4 separate regions of the Mus musculus genome follow, and regions 1, 3 and 4 are each linked to region 2. Evidence: chromatin contacts called from public Hi-C data. All regions are on one chromosome and are shown on one strand. Each heading gives the region's core, a stretch centred on a gene start, on an enhancer-like site or on the middle of the called end of the contact. The rest is flanking DNA. Distances are from core to core; before and after follow the strand shown. Region 1 has its middle 96 kb from the start of Gm42243. Region 2 holds the start of Shh (sonic hedgehog). Region 3 has its middle 62 kb from the start of Gm42243. Region 4 overlaps Gm35688 (a long non-coding RNA gene).

Region 1 (3,006 bases), core at 14-2,513, 280 kb before region 2:
ATGCACGAGAAACTGAGAAGGAGAGAGAGAGAGAGAGAAAGAAAGGAGAGGAGAGGAGAGGAGAGGAGAGGAGAGGAGAGGAGAGGAGAGGAGAGGAGAGGAGAGGAGAGGAGAGGAGAGGAGAGGAGAGGAGAGAGGAGAGAAGACAGAAAGGAAAGAGAAGAGAGAGGTGAGAGAAGTGATAGGTAAGAGAACAAAGGAGTGAGAGTAAGAGAGTGAGGTGGGTCTGAACAGCCCTTTTTATGGTCTTCAATGTTGCTAGGTAACTGGGGATGAGTTTAGCCTGAAGGTCAGAAGCTTGGGCCATTGTTTACATGACTACTGACCATGCTTCTCTTGTGGGGGCTGTGGGAGGTGGTACCTTACACAGGGGCCGGAGTTCCAGGAGCATGAGGGAGTGCCTACCATGTCATGTAGGTGAATTATGACCATCGGGGTTCAGACCTCAGCTCAACTGGATACCAGCCTGCAATTCCCCACAACTGGTAAAAGAAAACACCACATGATCTAAGTGGCTGTCTCAGCCAGCCCCAGGAATCCACCTTTTTACCTCTCTGGCTTTGGGATTACTAGTGTGTGCTGTCATATCCAGCTTATTTACATGGGTTCTGGAGTTCAAACCCAGATATTCATACCTGCAAGGCAAAGACTTTACCAAATGAGCTGTGTCCCTAGCCCATTCCAGGTGCTACTTCATCTCTACTCTGTGGATAGGAAAACTGAGGCAGCACAGTATTTACAAGTTTGTACAAACAGAAAACAACTGGTAGTTTTGACCTATTCTTCCCTTAAAACACAGAACATGTACCGTGTAAAGATGGTTGGGCTGTCAACTACATCATTCGCAACACTCACCCCTATGGACATCAGAAATCTGTCTACCCACACCCTCACTGTGCAGTAAGTCCCACTGCACTTTAAACCATGGTCTCCTCCATTCCAGTATAGCACTGGTTGTCCCAGCTGCAGTCCCTTTTCTTCTACCATGCCCAAGTTGGTCCTTTTTCTACCCATCTGTACTGGCTCACTGGCATGTTTCTCCTCCCTCTGCTCTCTGCAGAAGTCAACCAGCCCAAAGCCCCCATTGTTCTGAGGTCATCGTGGCACATAAAGATCACCATGTCCAAAATTTGCCTTGCTTCTTCAGCATCTGTATAGCTACTTTTGCTTCCTTCCAACACCCCTACTACCCAACCTGTGATTCTCATCATAGCTACCAGCAAGTTCCTCCATTACTGACAATCATCTAATCTATGACTCATGTTGTCTCTGCTTGCAGAGATCATCTGTAACCAGACCCTGTTTCTCATTTCCTGCCCTGGCTTCAGCTTCTTCCCTGGCTGAGGTTTTTCTACCAGCTGTCCTGTCCTTACTTCCTGCAAAGACTGCAGCCCATTCTCAAACTAACACTCTTCCCATCTCTCTTCTTCTTACTGCTAGAGACTTCAATGGCTGCCTGAATCTGCCTCACTTCTGATGCTATTCTGACTCTCTTGCTGTTTCTCTGGCTTCCAAGTCTAGGACCCTTAATGCTTTTCTAAGCAGAACACGCTGCACTCATGTGTCTGTTTGCTGAGTTCCTCCTCCTCTGCTTGCAACACTTTGCTCAAACACCATCTCTCTAAAGTTGCAACAGTCCCCACATTACTCCACCCTTCTTCTCCAGCACATGCCACCTTCCAACATGCCAAATAACGCACTTTTATAAATATGCATCAGTTTATTTCTGTTTTATACCCGATGTAATGCCAGCTCTTGGGGAGAATGACTGTCTTTTGGCCATGAGCATAAAACACTATCTGACATACAGTAGGCATCTTGTAATTATCTGAGATACATGAAGGAACCCTGCAGAACTTCTATGACTCATATGGTCAAGCCTAAGCCATTCCTTGTGCCCAGCAGGATAGGGTTATCCATTTGTCTAGATCTAGAACCCCAGGACACCGACAGCTTGACTCAACCACATGGCATGAATATGAGATCAAAGAGAACCACCCCGGAACCTCTCCTCATCAGCCAAGGGTTGAGTCAGTCAGGATATATGCATCTACCCAAACGTTGTGCCCACAGTCTTAGTCTGCAGGGTCAGGTGTTGAGATGATGGAAACTGTAGAAGGTGAAATCAATCTGGAGGTGGTCAGGTCACTGGGAGCTTGCCTTCCCTCAGGAGCCATTAATGCAGTTTTCATAGGATTCTAGTTAGCGTCCACATTGTTGATCTGCCTTCAAAACAGTCAGACTAGTCCCCACTCCTTTGTGCCATTTCCCTTAAACCTGCTCCCACCACGATGACATCTGCCATGTTATAATATAGTCAGAATGTCCTTATCAGAGCCCAGTGGACTCTGGTACCTTGCCTTTGAATTCTTGGAACTGTGAGGTAGTTTCATCTTTCGTATTTTTAAAGCATACAGTCCTGAGTATTTCGTGATGATAACAGAAAATAGAATAAGTGGATGCATGGAATCTGTTAGTTGTAGACACACATTTTTTGAAACCTACTTTTAATAAGGTTTCAACTTCTCTAAGCCAACCACCAAGCAGAGGTAGTAGAAGAGAAAAGTTATTAGGATACAGGGGAAGTGGACCTGTTCAGCAATAATTCTTTGGGAGAGAGCTGGATCTTCTTTCTCAGCAGTTCAGTCCCATGGCAAACACCAAAATACAAATCAGCAGCTGCAGACCAGTCCTCTAGGCAGGCAGACACCAGGTAGGGGTAGGGGTAGGGGTAGGGGTAGGGGTAGGGGTAGGGGTAGGGGTAGGGGTAGGGGTAGCTCAATCCTGAAGAAATCTTCACAAGCAGTTCTCTGGTGAGTTTTTCTCAATGCCAGCATTACCACAAGTTGAGCTCAATGATGCTATATAAGGTGAACTAATACATGTGTGTCTTTAGCAAAGATTAGCAAGATGGATCAAACCAAACCATGACTCACTATCTGTGGGGTCATATTTATACCTCTTCATCAAGTGTCTTTTCACACATTTTCTATATCTAAACATTCT
Region 2 (2,901 bases), core at 143-2,642:
CCCACTGCCAGCTGAGCTTCAGGTTTGCTGGGCTCTCCCTGCACTGGGACAGGATCAAGAGCCAGAGGCTGGTCTCATGGGATAACACTGGAGGACTCGGTCCCTAAGCAGGTATTCCATTCCACATAAATAGTTCGCCCATCCTAGAGGAATCTTGCCTGTGAGTAGGATGGGAGAAAAGCCAGAGCAGATTTCTATGATCTATAAAAACAAAGCGTTTCACATTCTATTTTTCTGGTTCAACTAAGACTTTTCTGGAAATTTTTCTTTTTCCTGAAAGAGTGTTGGACACCCCAAGAGTAGTGACCTCTAGACAGCATATCCTCTTCTAAGATGCCCCTTATGGCCAGAACACTGTCCTCTAGATCCCTAACACCTTCAGTCTGCAGGCCCTACACCTAGCCAGCTTCTTTCCTTGAAAATTAGCTTGCAAAGCTCCTGTGAAATACAACTGTGTTAAGGAGCCTGAATTCCACATCAACTTACCCCAGCCCTGCACTTTGCTAGGATAGATTGGAAGGGGTTCTTCACGCATGCAGCCTTGCCCACTTTCAGTTGCCCCAGGCAGATCACCTCTACCCACCAAGCACACACCAGCTGCCCTCCATGCTGGGGTGCAGCACATAGACCCACTGAACCTATGTACCCCACCACATTCTGCAGACACTCTTTACCTGCCCCTCAGCTGGGATGCATCCATCCACCTGCAGAGGCTTGAATGTGGTGCAGTCAGTGAGATACAATAAAGGACAGTATTTTAGGGCACTTAAAACAGCAACTCTTTAGGTTGTGGCCACCTGTGATTATCCTCTATCTAAAGATGCTAAATATTCAGGAGATGCTCAGGTGAGCTGTTTTCACAACCCCGTGACGTCTGTCCTGTACACTCACATCTGGGGATGGGGTGTAAATAAGGCAAACAGGAGGGAGGCAGCGTTGCCCTCAAACAATTGAGAGGCTGTTTTATGGTCAAAGCTTGTGGGGGGGGGGGGAGCATCTGGACTGTCCTTTAAAAACTTATGCTGGCTTTAACCAAAGCATCTTCCATTTAGAGAAAGTAAGGGGGAAGCAGCCCTGAGCACAAAGCAGGCAGTGCGGGGTATTTTTCCAATAAACAGGCCTCCTCCCTCCCACCCACCTTTACCTTAGTAAAGACTTTCTTTCTTTCTTTCTTTCTTTCTTTCTTTCTTTCTTTCTTTCTTTCTTTCTTTCTTTCTCTCTTTCTTTCTTTTTTAAACTGGAAGCCTTCAGGTGAAAATAAAGCCACAGCAGCCAGAGGGGGGAGAAATGTAGTCTTTCTCAGGGTTAACATCAGAAGACAAGCTTGTGCGGCTTGGCCAATCAGATGCGCCCCTGCCAGCTATAATATAGTGCGAAAGGCAGCCTGTCTCACAAGCTCTCCAGCCTTGCTACCATTTAAAATCAGGCTCTTTTTGTCTTTTAATTGCTGTCTCGAGACCCAACTCCGATGTGTTCCGTTACCAGCGACCGGCAGCCTGCCATCGCAGCCCCAGTCTGGGTGGGGATCGGAGACAAGTCCCCTGCAGCAGCGGCAGGCAAGGTTATATAGGAAGAGAAAGAGCCAGGCAGCGCCAGAGGGAACGAACGAGCCGAGCGAGGAAGGGAGAGCCGAGCGCAAGGAGGAGCGCACACGCACACACCCGCGCGTACCCGCTCGCGCACAGACAGCGCGGGGACAGCTCACAAGTCCTCAGGTTCCGCGGACGAGATGCTGCTGCTGCTGGCCAGATGTTTTCTGGTGATCCTTGCTTCCTCGCTGCTGGTGTGCCCCGGGCTGGCCTGTGGGCCCGGCAGGGGGTTTGGAAAGAGGCGGCACCCCAAAAAGCTGACCCCTTTAGCCTACAAGCAGTTTATTCCCAACGTAGCCGAGAAGACCCTAGGGGCCAGCGGCAGATATGAAGGGAAGATCACAAGAAACTCCGAACGATTTAAGGAACTCACCCCCAATTACAACCCCGACATCATATTTAAGGATGAGGAAAACACGGGAGCAGACCGGCTGATGACTCAGGTAGAGACCCATTGCGGGTGGGAAACAGACTCCTTCCCGGGAGGGGGGGGGGGTGCGTGTGACCAAGCAGTCAGCCCTGCTCTGTTTGCTCTTTGGGCAGGTAGGAAGGCGGCTTGCTCTCTCCTTCCCCACCCACCTGCCCACCTAGCACTCCTCTTCCGGGAGGAAAAAGGAGGTGAAGGGTCCAGCAGGAAGTTTAGGGTTTGCTGGAATGGGGCACCAGAAGATGGGGTTCTCTATCTTATTAGTCTCATTTTATTAGTCTCATTTAATTAGTCTCCCGGGACGACCTCCTCTAACTACCTGTATTCTAGCTTGAAACTTAGAAAGACCTTTACTCTGAGGGAGTCTGCCCTTTCCAAGTGGAGGCAGAAAATGGAGGGAGAGGGGATGCCCCTATACACTTCAAAGGGCCTCCAGGTCACTGCAAACATAGCCTGGAGCATTTCGTCCCCTAGCTCCTACCTTTTCCTTTTCTGTGTTTTTCTCCCAAGACCACCCCACCCTTTACCCCACCACCACCAAAGAACTGTAACTGAGAAAGCCTGGGGGCAGTTCTGACAAAAGGCAGGAGCTCCAGAGGCGCCCGTCTTGTCCCCACTGTATCGCGTAGCCTGACTGCGATCCCATCGTCCTCAATTGTGCCGGTCAGAGAATGTATTGATATTTCTTTAAGGATGCTCCTCATTTCTCCAGAGCCCGCGGTACCTTAGGGGAGGGACTTGGAACTTGCTGGCTTTGCAATCGCTTTAATTTTTAACCTGCTTGCATAAGAATTAAAAGCGAATAAATATTCGGCGACGAGGGTGGATGGACAGACGGCAAAGCAAAGCACGAGCCTCTCTTCCCATCCCACCTCCTTTGAGATT
Region 3 (2,951 bases), core at 168-2,667, 310 kb before region 2:
TGGAACCCATGGCTCTCTTACCATATACCTAGGTGATACTCATGCATAAAGAAGTGAGGCTGGGGTTCTGGATTTAATTTTATACCATCAAATTAACCATTGTTACTCAAAGTTTTCAGATAGACTCATAATTAGTTTCTCCATGAAAAAGAAAATTTACTATGTACACTAACACAGAAACCATGTAGATAAACAAGTATATATAGTAGTACTATATATAGTAGTATATAGTATAGTAGTACTATAGTAGTACTTGTAATGGATGGGGTGAGGACTGAGGGACTTAGCCTCCCTCCAATGGCAGCACAGAGACAAAGCTCTCATCCAATCTCCAAATGATATCTGAATAGGGATCAGCTATCCAGGGTGGACACAGAAGCCTGATTGCATCACAAGCGGGCTGGACGTCTTTGTTCCTCTGTGTCCATGTGGAGTGATTTCTCCTTTAAAGTTTCTGCAGAGGTTCATTACAAGCAAAACTCCCTGTGTTTACAATACTCACCTCAGTGTGACAGTCTGAGAATATAGCTCTGCAGGAGAGCATGCTCCCTAAACTGCCTGCCTTTGCCATGCAAACAAACAGAGCCTGGAGAGTTTTTCATTTGGAGATTGGTGAGATAATTTCACTTACAACATTTTCAGCAGTTGCAAAGAACAGAAACCACTCACTTTCCTGAGAAAGAACAGAAGAACCCAGCCATTAATTATCACAAATAATTGCTACTGCTTAAAAGTAAACACGTTTCATTTGGCAGTGTTGGTGATGTAGTGGTGTTAGAATTAGTGTGAGGGGTGGGGGGAGGGTACTAGGCACATTTCTCCAGACCTGAGTGCACCCACTCACCCCCAAAAGGAAACAAAAGACCAAATTATGGATATGACCAAAATCCAACTTGGTGAACCACTGAGTTTATTGGCCTTATTGTAGGAGTAGGGTGAGGGGTTACTTGCAGTAATATGGATGACTCATATCCAGATGCATCACCAAAGCCAATCCCAGCATGAACAAAGAGTCATGAAAGATGGAACTCTGAATCTTTCATGACTAGAAAGCCTCTTCCATACAGTTCGGCTGTTCTAAGTCTCCTTACCGCTTATATAACCTTATATAACCTTATATAACCTTATATAACCTTATATAACCTTGGGGAGGAAGTTGCCTGGTACTTCCTGGTCAGTTTCAGGGAATTCCTGAAATGTATGAGTTTTTGTCCCAGTATTAAAGAACTTCCTTTTAGATCTCATTGCATCTTAATAAGTCAGGAAGGAAGTTGCTACACAGCAATGGCCACTGAGACCTGGTCTGATCCTAGAGAAAAATATCAAGGTTGTTTGAAGTTCACCTGGGTCTTTTAGATAATGAGTCATTTAATAAATGGGCAAAGATTTCTATCATTTAGTGACAAGTACCTCCCCACAGTCCAACTACCCCTCTTTTCAAGAGTGGATTGAGTCTTCCACCACAGAGCCCACTGTCCTCCTGTGTAAATCTTGCATCCTGTGTTTGTTCTGTTGAGGCTTTTGGAGATTGCCCAGGATATACTGACTGTCACTTTAAAGGTCAGACCAGAGCATAAGGGTACTGAAGGTTCCCAAAGACAGAAGTTTAGAATTAGCCTCCAAATCCTCCCTACTTGAGTAGATGATTCCTGTGAGAGATGCTTTAAAGGGGAAGTAAAACCTAACCCAGAATTAAAGGAAACCACAACTGTACAAATTAAGCTGGTATGTGATGTGAACAGGGATCCAGAGATAGGTTTATTGATCCCCAAAACATTTGTAAATGTTGTAAATAAATATTGCCCTAGTTAGGTTTTAACTGTCAACTTGATGCAACCTAGGGTTAACAGAGAAAAGAATCGCTATTGAGGGATTTCCAAGATCAGATTGGGTTATTGAGTGTCTGTGAGGGACTGTCTTGATTCTCAATTGAGGTAGGTACCATGGTGGACAGCAGTATTCCATAGACATGTGTCTCCTGGGCTGTATTTAAAAAAGCAGACTAAGCATGCACCTGTACGTGAGCCAGTAAGCAGCATTCATTCATGGTTTCTGCTGTACTTCCTTGTCTGTGAGGCAGCTCTTGTTTGACTTCCTATCTTGACAGTGATAGACTTAGCTGGGAATACAAGCCAAATAATCCTTAGTTCCTGTAAGTTGCTTCTGGTCTGATTGTTGTATCACAAAAGTAGAAAACAGACTAGACCACATAGATGTGTTTACACCTCTCCTGTTCCCTGCAGTGCCCTGAGCATATATGGCCCCTCCCCTTTGCTTCTTCTCCATTTCCCTTTGTCTTTTCCCCATCTGGCATGCTCCTCTCTCCTAATGGCTTTTCAGATTCTCCACTGTTTCCAGGATCAGTCTGAAAAGGAAAAAAAAAAAAAAAAAAAGAAAAGGAAAGAGCTTTTCTTTCTTAATCTGTGCCAAGGTTCACCAAATTACTGCCCCCAAGAACATCTTCAGTTTGAAAGAGAATAGAACACAAGCAAGCAAAGTCACAGGACCAGGAGACCACAGATGGCTCTAGAGTATAGCCAATGGATGTTCTCACACCCTAGACCTCTGAGCAGAATCCTCACAGAGATGGTCCTCATAGCACTGCAAACCAGTTCCTGTGACCTAAGCTGACACATAAAATATCTCAGGTTTCCAAAGCACAATGAATCAAGAGCAGCCATGCTGTGGCTCTGTTATCTAAGAACTGCTCATGAGAAGATGTGCTCTATTCCTAAGAAGTATGGCAGGCTCTTTTCCTAATGTTGTACATGGCAAGAAGATGCATATAGTACCATGGCTATTTTACCTCTCTGTCTAAGTGACTAGGGTCTGATGACCAGCATGATAGCACCAATGCTGCCCTGAAAATCCAGGCCCCTGCCTGACCTGGCAGTGACTGTCATTACAATGGAGCATAGTGAGATAGTGAGAAAATTTCCTGCCATCCTCAC
Region 4 (3,080 bases), core at 409-2,908, 450 kb before region 2:
TTACTTAACTTCCCTTGCATTCATTTTCCACTTGAAAGTAAACCTAAGCACAAAACCCAGTTCTGTGTCTACACAAACAGTGAGAAGTTTAGTGTTGACAATTAGAAAAAGAAGAGCATGCAGCTTGGTTGTGATGGTCTCTATAGGAAAAAAAAAAAAAAAAGAATAACCCCTACCTGCCACCATGTAACTTATGATCAGGACTGATGGTGATCTTGGGTAAACTGGGTGTGTTCTAGTGGGAACAGTGGTGGGGGCTAGACCTCAGTGATAACACACCCAAGGAGCACTGTAAGCCTATTCACAGCTCTACCCTGATGTGGCTATGTGGGGCTTTGGAACCCAAAGTTTCCCCAGGGAGGGTCAGTGAGCATATACCTGATCTCAAGGGCCAAGGTCAAGGCCACTCAATCGTGGTGCAGCCCTTGAGCTATACACATGTGCACAAATGACTTCTGCTGCTGCTGCTGCTGAGTTAGTCCCAGCTCTGTTCCCTTTATTTGTGCTCTTAACACAGCAAAGGAGGGCACCCGTGTTCTGAGCACCTTCCCTGGAATCCACACGCTAGAAACCTTAGGCCACGTACAGTGACATTGACAAGTGCGACCTTTAGAAGGGAACCAGGCCATGTTGACTCTGCCCTTGACAGTGGATGGATGCTGTCATCACAAATATGAGTCCCTGATGAAAAGATAGGCTCAGCCCTCATCTTCCAGCTCTTCTACTCTAAGCCCTTTGGACTCTCATTGTCCTGTGAGTTGATGCAGTAAGAAGACCCTCACTAGATGCTTCCTTTGGCCTTGACTCTACATCTTGTTTGTTAGGATCTCTAGCCTGGGCATTCTGATTAATGGATCAAAGACAGGCAAGGGCTCCCCTTAAAGTCAAGCCCACCAAACCCTGGTTATACCTCTGTTGTGTTGCTGACTAGCTGCTGCTATAGTAAAGTCACTTTCTACCCAGTCCTTTCCTGGGTGGAGAAATTGGCTGGCTAATTTCTACATGGTATGGACATGTAGGGTGACCATGTGGGGTGACATGGCAGGCTGCCTCGAAGGCCGCCTTTACCACTTTACTACACACTGAGCAGAAACGGATATCAGGATGTTGTTTCCATGGATAACCGTGTGCTGAGACTTTAAAAATTACTTTTTTGTCAGCTGTGGCATGTTTAAACACCCCACATATTTCAGGAGACAGTTAACTTCTGTGTTGAAAAGAAAGATTTAATAAAGACATGCGTGTTGGGACTTGCTCGCCGGCACTTTTCTGTATGTGGCTGGCAGCTTGAGGCGCAGGCCTTTGACTGTGCAGCCAGGGATTTTTTTTTTCTGCCGACTCGCTGTACCCAGACTTTTAACTCTTTGTTGTTCTTTGCTCTCTAGAGTCACCTTCAAATAGCAGCACACAGCCAAGTGTGGAAGCCAGAGTGACATGTGAATATGTGGAATTGTCCCCAAATGCAGTCTGGGGGAACCTGGTTTCCCTTGCTATCATTAAGACACAGTCTATTCTAGGTGAGGCAAGGTAGGGCAAGACTGGAAATCTGCTGTGCACCAGGCTCTGGGTCCTTGAAAGGCACCATGGAAATACCCTTGGGTTCTGCAGCGGTTAAGATCCTATCTCTCTTCAAATCATCATTATGGGAGGGAGGGGTAATTTAGGAGAGCCTGTTAGCAGTGCTCTGAAACATCCTCACAAACCTTTCTTCTGTTGTGGCTAAGGCATATCTGTGCTTAGCATCTGGTCCGCCTGCCAATACTAAATATCATTTTAATGGTAATGACACGTTGCACTTGGAGAGCTCCCTTTCATCCGAGGAGCCCAAAGCACTTTAGGAGTGTTAATTAATGAAGCTTGCTAACACCGTTTGAGGTGGAGATGCCCAGTGTGGTGGGAGATGGTTCAAGTGGTTTCTTCTGAGGCTCGCCCACTCCCCGGTCTCAGCAGACGTTCTGACAAAGGCTCCCAGCTGCAGAGTTCAACTGAGTCCTAGATGAAAGGGAAGCATTCCCACTGAGAACCTTCTGGTGTGGTTGCTTGGAGAGTGGGTCCAGTCTTCCACCTTGCTTCCTGAAGAGCATCTAGTCCCCCAGCCTACGCCTCCATCTTTTCGTTCCCTGGTTCTCCTGACATGCAATTTATTAGTCCTGGTGAGGGGAGGGGAGATCAGCATCGATTCTAGACACAACTGCTGAAGTGAGCAAGGGACTACACTGTCCCCACTCCTCCTGTTCTGAGGTTAGAGTGGAGACTAAAGGCACATGTCCAGATTTCCCATCTCTCCAGCATCAGGAGCCATGAGTCTCACCACTCAGGGACCAACAGCACCGGCATCCGCACATCTTTGCAGTAATCTGTCCCACACATGTTTACCTACTGTCTGCCTGTGCTAGCCACCTGGAAAGGCTGAGATCACAAGGAATGGAGTTAATGAGCTCTCTGCCCAGAGAGCTTCCTTTGGTCTGACCACTGTGAAACGACATGCCAAGGCTGGTAAGAGATGCCCTGGGAAAAGGCACTGCATATGGGGTTCCAAAGAGTTGCCAGTGAGGCCAGGCAGACCCAGCTCTACTCTGTCTTTGGATTAGGCTCCTGAGAGGTCCTGTTACCTGTTACCAAGGTCCAGTGACCTTGTTGTTATTCAGTTGGGTTCTAATGGCGGTTCCTTCATATGTCTGCCTCTAGCACTCTGTAGAATCATAGTGGAGTGAGGCTTGCTGGAAGCTGTGGGCTATGACTCCATCAGAGAGGAGTAGGCACAAGTAACCTTGTGGGTGAAGGCCACTACTGGCCTTCAGAAGCAAAAGTCAGAGCAAAGCCACAGCTTTTCATCTGTCCCCCATAGCAGGAGGTAGCTTCCTGCTCCAACCTTAGTAGATGGTGATTCAGTCTGGAAGGGAGAACAGTTGTCATCCAGATAACTGTCTTGTGTGTTAAGAGGAAGAGATGCTAAGGAGAGAATGAGTGTGTGAGGTGTGCCTGTCAGCGTGACTGTGAAAGTGCATTGATGTGATCATGTGCATATGTATGGGAACATGTATGTGTGTGAGTGTGCAGGTGATCCTGTCAATGTGACT

What was found. A called contact is a pair of places that touch in the nucleus more often than the background predicts.
Region 1: a Hi-C map of the N1E-115 cell line shows a contact between it and region 2, with 5 times the contacts expected there. The contact joins the enhancer-like site here to the promoter of Shh in region 2. A contact is called at or near these places in 6 of 39 promoter capture datasets (embryonic stem cells, liver and stem cell-derived epiblast-like cells), 2 of 484 Hi-C or Micro-C datasets (the N1E-115 cell line and liver), 4 of 115 datasets of contacts at active chromatin or transcription factors (embryonic stem cells, forebrain and pancreatic cancer cells) and 2 of 9 other capture datasets (embryonic stem cells and liver).
Region 3: a contact with region 2 is called in a Hi-C map of the N1E-115 cell line, with 7 times the contacts expected there. The contact joins the enhancer-like site here to the promoter of Shh in region 2. A contact is called at or near these places in 8 of 39 promoter capture datasets (embryonic stem cells, hippocampal neurons, liver and 2 more), 1 of 484 Hi-C or Micro-C datasets (the N1E-115 cell line), 8 of 115 datasets of contacts at active chromatin or transcription factors (embryonic forebrain, embryonic hindbrain, embryonic stem cells and 2 more) and 1 of 9 other capture datasets (pancreatic islet).
Region 4: a contact with region 2 is called in a Hi-C map of the N1E-115 cell line, with 5 times the contacts expected there. The contact joins the enhancer-like site here to the promoter of Shh in region 2. A contact is called at or near these places in 16 of 39 promoter capture datasets (the 3T3-L1 cell line, the HPC-7 cell line, HPC-7-derived erythroid cells and 8 more), 4 of 484 Hi-C or Micro-C datasets (the HL-1 cell line, the N1E-115 cell line, embryonic stem cells and 1 more), 11 of 115 datasets of contacts at active chromatin or transcription factors (astrocytes, craniofacial prominence, embryonic forebrain and 7 more) and 2 of 9 other capture datasets (adipose tissue and embryonic stem cells).

Annotation. Positions count from the first base shown.
Region 1 is chr5:28,743,643-28,746,648 of GRCm38.p6, reverse strand. No RefSeq gene overlaps it. Among named protein-coding and RNA genes, the nearest start is that of Gm42243, 96 kb to the left of the region's middle. Within about 2 kb of position 1,263, at least 3 of the 459 cell types and tissues checked have an H3K27ac peak or open chromatin away from gene starts, as enhancers often do. A contact at or near this core is called in the N1E-115 cell line, where this site is marked.
Region 2 is chr5:28,465,592-28,468,492 of GRCm38.p6, reverse strand. Shh (sonic hedgehog) reads left to right here and starts at 1,392. Exons shown (of 3, transcript NM_009170.3): 1 at 1,392-2,032. The coding sequence starts at 1,730. 9530036O11Rik (RIKEN cDNA 9530036O11Rik) reads right to left here and starts at 1,509. Exons shown (of 7, transcript NR_015562.2): 1 at 1,145-1,509.
Region 3 is chr5:28,777,092-28,780,042 of GRCm38.p6, reverse strand. No RefSeq gene overlaps it. Among named protein-coding and RNA genes, the nearest start is that of Gm42243, 62 kb to the left of the region's middle. Within about 2 kb of position 1,417, at least 2 of the 459 cell types and tissues checked have an H3K27ac peak or open chromatin away from gene starts, as enhancers often do. A contact at or near this core is called in the N1E-115 cell line, where this site is marked.
Region 4 is chr5:28,912,364-28,915,443 of GRCm38.p6, reverse strand. The region is part of intron 2 of Gm35688 (a long non-coding RNA gene); the gene reads left to right. Among named protein-coding and RNA genes, the nearest start is that of Gm42243, 73 kb to the right of the region's middle. Within about 2 kb of position 1,658, at least 3 of the 459 cell types and tissues checked have an H3K27ac peak or open chromatin away from gene starts, as enhancers often do. A contact at or near this core is called in the N1E-115 cell line, where this site is marked.